Linked DNA regions of Zea mays: region 2 is linked to region 1. Evidence: chromatin contacts called from public Hi-C data. All regions are on one chromosome and are shown on one strand. The core of a region is the stretch at or near the end of the contact, and the rest is flanking DNA. Distances in the headings are between cores, read along the strand shown. Region 1 holds the start of LOC103644366. Region 2 holds the start of LOC100383860.

Region 1 (4,946 bases), core at 189-2,688:
AACTTAACCTATATGTGAATAAACCACGACTCCATAAGAAAAGAGTGTTGTGATATAATGAACATATTATAGTGCCAAGCACAGCTGCAACTGTTGAAGAAACATATTGACCACTATCATAATGTCTCCATAGACTGGTGTTAAAAAACTGCATGTGTTCTAAATTTATAGTGTTATCTATCAGAATGATTCCTTTAGTTAGTTTTGTGCCATGGTATTGAAACTGAAGTACTATTGAGAATAGAAGAGACTCATGACACATGCTTGAGTGCTTTGTTTCTTAGGAACAGAAACGTGTAGCTGAACAGAGGCAAGGCTTAAACCAGGCCAACAGAAGCCATGGCTCCTTGTCAACCTTGAAATTTCTTAAGAAACCACTTGATCTTGGTTAAAAAATTTGCAAAATAGAGGAAGCTTTTCATAGCTCCCCCTCCCCACCCCGCACAACTGCAGCTGAGTACAATATTTGTTGAAAAAAAACTAAGGATTTAAGTGTTCTCTGTTTAATACTAGGATGATCAAACTTTACTCAGATTCAACCAAATACAAGCCATAAGACTATAAGAGGTTATGGGCAACAACGACTACAATTGAAGTTTGAATTTCAGCAGAGGAACCAATGACACAATTAAGAAAATAAATACTGGCACTCCCTTGTAGGGCACACAAATGTAAAGTATATTTTCGATCTACGCATGGAATGCAAGTAAATTGAGCATCTCTGACCCTATCAATCAGCACAGTAAGGCCCGCAGCCGCGACGTAAGGCGCGATGAGTTTGGCCGAGGAGAGACGCATTCCCAAGCTCTCGAGGAGCGGCACCACGCCGTGGTCAGGCTTGCTCCGTCCCATGAGATACACCTTCCTCCTAAAACCGAGCCTCCCCATCTCCATCTCGACGACCCCGCTGAGGCCCAGCCGGGCCCTGGCACCGGAGCTCCACGACGCCCAGAGGCCAAGCTCGTCCAGCTCGCGGACGCCATCGGCGAGCATAGCGGCGTAGGCCGGCGCGCGCGCGGCGATGGAGGCGGCGTCGTCCGCGGAGGCGCCGCCCTCGCGGAGGAGATCCGCGACGGCGGCCTCTGCCTCCCGGACGTCGTAGGTGGGCGAGGCAGGGGCATTCGTGGATGAAGATGTGGTGTTGGGGAAGGCGGCGATGGGGCCTCCCCGGCGGCGGCCCAGGAGGAGGAAGAGGAGGGGGGGAGAACGAGGGTGCGTTTTGGAGTGGGGTTTGGTGGGAAGCCGGAGAATGTACAGTGGTGGGACTGCAGGTTTCCGGATTGGAGGATGGAGGAAGCCGAAAGTGGCGGCGGCGGCGGCCATGACCACCGTCGAGGGCTGGAGGGAAGACCAGAGGAGCGAGGCCCCGCACGCCGCGTGTCTTTGTTCCGTTCCCGCGTGCATTATCCATGGCATATTGGCGTGAGAAAACTTCTCCCAGAAAATGTAGGGATTGCTTTTGTTACTGAAGTTCACCTCAACAAATTGGGCAAATTAAACCGAACTTTGTTATTTTTTGTGCTAATAATTGTCTGAAAATATTTATTCTATGACATGTATTTTTCCCTCCAATTTCCTTTGCACAGGTTGATGATAGTGAATTTTTGTTGTAAAGGTATAAGGACAAATTAATCACCGGATGAATAATTAGATTTCGACGAGCAAAATAGATAAACTAGGCAAGCCTTGAGCCTTCTCAACATCGAATTGAACATGGAACAAGTACGTGCTCTCTCGAATGACAAGTTATGCAAGTAAGAATAATCCTTAATTGTCTCTAAAACCAAACATATACTAAATCACATGATCCATTGTTAAACGGCAAAATGTCTCGGTACCATTAAGTTGTCGATATAATTGTCAAGATACACGTGTAACATTGCAAAAATAACTTTGTCTATGTGCACATGACATAGACACTATCTCTGTTATTTTCTTTATTTTTAGACAATCAATGTTATTTTGACGATGTCGCAACTGCAAACATGTTTCTAAAGTGCTACGCAGATTATAAATTTAAGCAACACCTAGAGAAGGTTCAAAATAGTTTAGATTCTCTTCAACCATTCCTCTCTCAAATCCCTCCATTCGTACTTTCTATTCATATTTAAATACCTCCCCCTCAACTATTATTCTCCATATTTCATCTCCACTCCAACCATTCCCCCCTATTCAGCTCCCATTTACTCTTTAACTGAGCTATTTGACTTTTTTACATCAGTTTTTGGAGTTCTAAAAAATACTACCATATTTGTAGTATCATAATACATATTGTTATCAGGTAATTATACTAAAAAGGAATTCATTTTACAGTTAAAACATAGATTACCGAAATAGGGGAGATTAGAACTCCCCCATGTACAGAGGGAGCAGCCTCTCTCTTCCTAGAGAGGGTGCCGAACTCAGGGCACCGTTGGACTGTGAGGGGGTCGGGCTGTACCCCTCCGGCGGACAGGGGGAGCGAGAGGGTGTCCTGTTGGAGAGAGTCTTATTGCGGCAAGGGTGGAAGTTGCCAACCATAATCGCACCGATGTTGATGGTACCTTTTTGGTTCATGATCTAACGTTGCAACAACGTGGTTTAGGTAATACTCAATCAGTTTTAAATTATATAAAATATTTTAGTTCTGTTACATACATAGCTTTTTAGTGATAGCATCGTACTAAGATATGAGATGAAACCAAAGACACAGAGGGACATAGCTTGAGACTGTTGGATCAGGGTACCGACATGGCTATAAGCTCACGCACGATGTGGAGAGGTTCGAACCACGTGAATATAGTTACATGCATCTTTTCTATGGTTAATACTTAAATGCAAGTGTGGGAAGAAATTACACGCTCAGATGTCTGATCTAGCGAGCGAGGAGGGCCCTAGCTGTCTCTTGCGATGTTTATTGGTGAGCCGAACAAGAGAGTTCATACTCAAGCGAGAGTTCTTTCTATATGCTAGCTCCTAGCTACTAATAAAGTTAAGTCTCTAAAAGTCGAACCCTTTCCATACTGATCTACATCTCTTTTTCAGCATAAGGGAGGAGCGAGTTACATCTGTGCGTGGGTATAGGGCCCTACTTAACAGAGGTCCAACCAGTGATTGCAAGTCGTCCGACTAATCGCGATTAGTCGGGCTGGTCGCCTATTTATACTCTATTAGCTGGACGACTCGATCTGGATGTCTAGTCGTCCTAATTGTCCGACTAGTCGATTAGGGCAATTAGTCGTCCGATTTGTACTTCCTGGTCGCCAGCATCTAGGGTTTTTCTATTGGGCTATTTTCGGCCCATCTACAGTAATGTTCAGTCTGGCCTCTCCTCTGTCGATACCCTAGCCGCATCTAAACCCTGTCTGCGCCTCCTCTACCGCCCGACATGTGCTCGCTTCCTCCAGTCACCGGCGGCTGCTCCAGAACTCCAGCAGATCACCGGCGGCTACTCACCTGTGCCCCTGCTCGTCTGCTCCAGTCACATGCGCCCCTTTGCCTGCTCGCCTGCTCCAGTCCAGATACCAGCGGTTGCTTCGGCCTCCAGATCACCGGCGGTTGCTCCAAATCACCCACGGCTGCTCTAGATCACTGGCGTCTCCACTCTCCAGCACCATTGACGAGGTGAGCTTGTCATCTCAAGGTTCCTCCTGCTTCCCCTTCTCTCCCCTCTCTGTAGTTCAGTTAGTGCTGAACTAATGGATGGTTGTGCTCTAATCCTAAGCCAGTGCCGAGTAGTGACTTATACATTTGTCTGTGTTTCACTTGTACAGAGTTTGATGTTGGCCGTGCACAAGTGGTAGTTATTATGCCTAATGTGGAATCATCGGCTGCATCAGGTGGTGCTCCTGGTGCTGGTTCAACATCTTTTGTTACTCTAGACTCTTATGCTCTTGTTGAAAAGGCTGTAGCAGCACTTCCACCAGAACTTGCATCCCGAGCTATTGATGTGAAGAGGAAAGCCAAATCACAAGACCCGGAATGGAAATATAGTTGGTGGCCAGATCTTACAAAGAAGGACTTTGTGCAGTGCATTTTCTGTTGGAAGGTCATCCCTTCAGATATAAAAAGGTTCAAGCAACATCTTGCTGGAGGTTTTGGTGATACAATGAAATGTGCTAGTGTGCCTGAATTGATTTCAAAAGAGATGCATGCTTACCTAAGGAAGAATGCAAGGTCTGTGGTTGTGCATGTGGATGAAGATGGTGGAGAAGATGAAAATGAAGGTCAAAAAGAACAAGTTGCAGCTGAACCAAGTTCTGGGACTAAGGTTAAGCAAGCGAAGAAGAAGATAACTCAGGCAGCCATTAGTTCATTTGTTGTTTCAGCACCACCAAAACCACAAACTCAGAAGCACTCTAAGTCAGTGAGTTCTATGCTTTGCAAGACACCAGAAGAAGTGGTTGCTGAGAGGCATAGATCTAAAACTTCTCAACCTACACTTGAGCACTGCACCAAAAAAGATAAGGAGGCCAAACAAATAGTTGATGACCATGTTGCTGATTTCCTTTATGAGAATAATATTCCATTAAATGTTGTTAACTCTATAAGTTGGGAGATTATGCTTTAGTCAATTAGGCAGTATGGCTCTGGATATCGCTCACCATCATACCATGACACTAGGGTTCTTTGCTTGATAGAGTTGTGAATAGGACATTAGAATTGAGAAAGAAACAGGAGGAGGCTTCGAAAGAATATGGGTGCACTCTTATGTCTAATGGGTGGATTGATATGAGGCAGTGCCACATAATCAATTTTCTTGCCAATAGTCTAGTAGGGACCTTCTTTCTTGAGTCTGTTGATGCTTCAAGTGAGGTAGCTAATGCTCAAATGTTGGCAGATTTATTAGAGAAGCAAATCAACAGGATTGGGAAGGAATATGTGATGCAGATTGTCATAGACAATGGGGCCAACTTCAAGGCAGCGGGTAGGATTCTTGTGGAGAGGATGCCCCAGTTGTTTTGGAC
Region 2 (4,678 bases), core at 1,373-3,872, 970 kb before region 1:
AAAAATAGATGTTTTATGTACTTAACTCAGTAGTCACTACAGAAGTGGGGGGAATGAAAAGAGCATATTTGAAGATGAGAGCTATGCAGGTGGTAAGCATGAAACAATGAGAAGTAATAGGCTTGGAACTGGTGATATGTAAATACATGGGCAAAACAAGAAAGAATCATTAGTGCAGAAGGTTAGCCTTAAATCCATGTTTTTTTCCTTGATGTGTCACCATTATATAAAAAATAACTACAGCTACCTTCAACGGTAAAAGAATAATATGTTTTACCTCAATTAAATTCTTGTCAACGCTTAGTTTGTTGAGTGTCAGAGTTCCTGTTTTGTCACTGCAAAGGACATCCATTCCAGCCATTTCTTCTATGGCAGTCATCCTCTTGGTAATGGCACCCTGCAAACCACCAAAATGGGGGGAAGGCTAAAGCAAAGAACATAGCTGCCTAGTTAAACTCTTCCACCAGAGAATTCCGACAGAACCTGCTGTGCTAGTTTGTGTGATCCAATAGCCATAGTGACAGAGAGAACCGTGGGCATGGCAATTGGAATTCCTCCGATAAGAAGCACTAGGAGGTTATCAACAATCTGACGGTATTCTCTTGCATGAATAGCGTACATCACGATTAACTCAATAGTCATTCCAGCAGCAATTGAGCAAATGCAGAAGTTTCCAATTGATGTGAGAACCTGAAAGACATCCATTAAATGCAACCAAGATCGCAGATTCAGCAACAAAATAATAGATTGCAAAATAGAACTGAACCATGTAGATCAGGTGAAATATAAGTTTTCAAGAGGTATGGTAGAAATAAGATGAGACTAAGAAAAGAGACACTGGTTGCTGAAGACTAACCTTCTGAAAGTGGCCAACATGAGTGGTTGACTCAACCAGATGAGCTGCTTTTCCGAAGAAAGTATGGATTCCAGTGGCAATAACAACTGCTTCTATTTCACCTTGCTTACAGGTTGAACCAGAGTAGATCCCGTCACCAGGTTGTTTGGTTACAGGTAGCGATTCTCCCGTAAGTGCAGACTGCAAAGTATAATCCCTTATGTGTTTTAGTGTCTCATGTAATTTTCATATCAGAATATTTTTTTTTCCGCTCTACCAAGAACACTATGATTGAGACACAAGAAAGACCTGGTCAATTTTCAGCGGATCTCCCTCGAGAAGACGCGCATCTGCCGGAATGATGTCTCCAAGTTTAATGCTGATTATGTCACCGGGCACCAACAAAGATGCGTCCATTTCACTCCAGGTTCCATCACGTAAAACCTAGAAAATGAGTGTAACATGATGAAAAGCAGTATTGAGAAGAAAAAGGAGTGGTAAGTAGGGTGTGGGGCTTACCTTGGATTTTGGTGCGAGGCGGGCCATAAGCGCAGCAGCAGCATTCCCGGCATTGTTTTCCTCTATGAAGCTAATGGTGGAATTGATAATGAGCAGTAACATAATTCCGACAAAGTCATGGTAGTCTATCCCCATTGGCTGCGTGAAGATAGATATAGATGATTACTTAGGATGCATAGTGGGGAAAGAGGGACTGTGAATTGTCTGTGTCTGGTGAATGAGTGTGTGGGATGGATGATTACCTTTCCCCTAACATCTCTGCCGCCATGAGCAAGGGCGATAGCCATTATGGCTGCTGCCTCCATGACCCAGGAAAGGGGGTTCCACATGAAGCCCAGGAACTTGAGCACTTTGCTTTCCTGCATAGTGAATTAGTGACTACTGATTAGTTGGTCAGCGGTGGTGTCAGTCTAAGTGAACGAAAGAAGGTTGACTAGCTAGACGGATGCCATGTCATGTTAGCAGAGCAGCTAGGCACCTGCTTCTCTTCCAGCTTGTTGTAGCCAAAGGCGTCGATCCTATCCTGGGCAGCGGCGGAGGTTAGGCCGTCGCGGGTGCATTTGAGATGCTCGAAGACCTCCTCCACAGGGACATGCTCCTGTGACGGCGAATGACATTGGTACCATCATCGCCATCGGTAGTAAATTTGAACTTTGAAAAGCAAATTAAAGGAGTGGGAATGGAACGGAGCTGTGCGAAGTGAAACGAACCAGGTCGACGGTTTCGTTGGTGATAGCGTCCATGCCGAGGGCATTGGCGTTGGCGTCCATGGTGGGGAGATCGATGGAGGTAAGCTAATCGGAGCCGGAGGGGCATATAAGGAGGCGCAGCTAGATGGCGACGATGGGCATACGCACCTCCGCCTCCGACTGCGCGTCCACCTCCTCTTTGGGCCGCCAACACCAACGGCCATCGGGCTTGGCTCCATCGATGTGGATTTGGCCTTGTCTGCATCCTAGGTCTCGCCGTCGGCGGTGCCTTCTCGCTCTCGCCGCCTCCCCCTCGGTCTCTTTCTTTCATGCGCCGTCCCCCTCGACTCCCTCACCTGTCCCCTCGGATAAGCTACGCAGCACAGCACAGCACAGCAGTGGGGATCGATGAAGCAAAGAGTGGATGGATGGGAGAGGAAGATGCGTAGGGTACGGACGGGCTGGGGTTCGACAGTAGTACAACCAGCAAATCAAATCTCTCCAACCTTCCAACCAATTGCAATTGATGGAGAGGACGGACGGACGGACGCAAGGAAGACGACGACGGTGACGTGGCGGTCAACGAACCGGCTGGCAATGGATTAATAATCGTCATCGCAATCATCACCGCCACACTTAGCTGACTGCTGTGTTTACAGCCCACAAACAATTGATGTCTGTATATATATTAGAAAACGTATATAGACAACACAAACAAACATATTATATAGTGGTTTGTCTATTTATATTGTCTACATAGTTTAAAATTTGTGAAGGATAACACAAACTGTCATTATATATCACTTATAATATTGACCTGGACAACCGTGGCTTCTGGTGGTGCTGCTAGTTGTGAGCACGAGCCCGTGCTCATCGCTTCATCAGACGACGAAACAAACGGAGGTGTTTTCGTAAAAAAGGCTTGAATAAATACGACTGGTACATACACTGTGTCTGTATGTGCCCTTAATAGTCATTTTGATCATTAATTTAACTAATTTGCTCTCTAACCATATTACAAAGATATATACACTTCTCCAATATTTTATTAAATTGTAAGATAATTTTAGACAATACTCTTGTAGGACCAACTAGTTCAAATATATTATTACTTTTGTGATTAATATACTAAGGTTTTAGCAAGCAGATCGTGCATATGACCGTGAAAAAAATGTCGCCTTGTAGATTGTATTGTACTGTTTACATAGTGAACTTTGAAATAGAAGATTGGATAAGTAAGGTTGCTTGAAATGGCCTAAGGGATGTTTGGTTGCTCGAACTAAATTTTAGTCTTCGGATGTTTGAATGTCACTTCGAGTATTAAATATAATTAATGAGTCGAGGGTACAGAAGTGTACCACCGATAAAATTTGGTAGGAGACTTTGGCGTGTTGGCCTTCTACTTACCACATACGTTGGATCCAACATGGTTGTGAGAGTACCTAGAGGGGGTGAATATGTAATCCTGTAAAAACAGCTCAACAAAAACAAACCTGGTCTAAAGTGGATTAGTAAAATCAAAACTAAGTTCGGATAAAAAGCGAGAGAAGAAAGAACTTCTTCACTTAATTGCTCTCACATAATGGGTGTTAAACTTAGAGCAATATTATAAGTGAAGAGGCGTGCTAGAAAGAATAGAATCGTGGTAAAGTGAAACAGATAGGTGACACGATGATTTTTATCCCGTGGTTCGGTCAAGTGTAAAAGGCTTGCCTACTTCACGTTGTGGCGTCCCAATGGACGAGGGTTGCACTCAACCCCTCACAAGTGATCCAAATATCAACTTAAATACCACGGTTTTCTTTCTTATCTCAGTTTACCCCATTGTGAGGAATCTTCACAATTTGGAGTCTCTCACGCCTTACACAATTTGATCTCAAATAAACTCAAGAGTAAGGTGGAGTAGAAACACACACAAGAGACAAAAATCACAATAACACACGCTCACAAGTCGAGAGAGGAGCACAAGAAATAATCTGACGGAATTACAACTCAAACCCTTGCTCAAATCTCAATCTATCAACGCTCTAGCGTGATCACACTGTCTCGATGTCTTAGGATGTTCAAAGGATGCTTGGTTTTGTGCTCCATGCGCCTAGGGGTCCCTTTTATAGCCCCAAGAGACCTAGGAGCCGTTGGAGCTCCATTTAGTAGGCTATGGTTATCTGTCTGCGGGTGCACCAGACTGTTCGGTGCACACCGGACAGTGAACATTGCAACTAGGGTTGGAAATGAGACGATCCGAGCCAGCCAGGCTCCGCTCGGTGCGACTCGGAAGTGAAACGGCTCGATCCTAGCTCGGCTCGGCTCCGGCTCGAGCTAGCTCGTGAGCTTGTTCCGACTGAGATCACACGAGCTGCCAGGCAAGCAGTTTCGTGCAAGCCAGGAGCAGAAAGTTCATTCACCCGGAGGATCCCGTTGTCCACCTCGTCCACGGAGAAATGGACACGGATTACAAGGAAAAAAGAAACAAATGAGATGAAGGCCCGTCAAGCTGCCCTTCTAGTACCTCCGCCCTCAAAGGAGAACAGAAAGAAGCTTGTCATCAGGACAACTCCATTCTACCCCGATGTCCTCTTCATCGGGGGGGGGAGTGTAATTGTCCCCCATCTCCGACGACGAACCAACTGTGCCT

What was found. A called contact is a pair of places that touch in the nucleus more often than the background predicts.
Region 2: a contact with region 1 is called in a Hi-C map of leaf, with 3 times the contacts expected there. The contact joins the promoter of LOC100383860 here to the promoter of LOC103644366 in region 1.

The regions. Positions count from the first base shown.
Region 1 is chr1:31,099-36,044 of Zm-B73-REFERENCE-NAM-5.0, reverse strand. LOC103644366 reads right to left here and starts at 1,438. Exons shown (of 9, transcript XM_020544720.3): 1 at 727-1,438; 2 at 1-8. The coding sequence starts at 1,416.
Region 2 is chr1:1,000,850-1,005,527 of Zm-B73-REFERENCE-NAM-5.0, reverse strand. It overlaps LOC100383860, which reads right to left and starts at 2,622. Exons shown (of 19, transcript NM_001362173.1): 1 at 2,065-2,622; 2 at 1,833-1,952; 3 at 1,597-1,713; 4 at 1,355-1,492; 5 at 1,145-1,279; 6 at 857-1,036; 7 at 484-690; 8 at 278-397. The coding sequence starts at 2,124.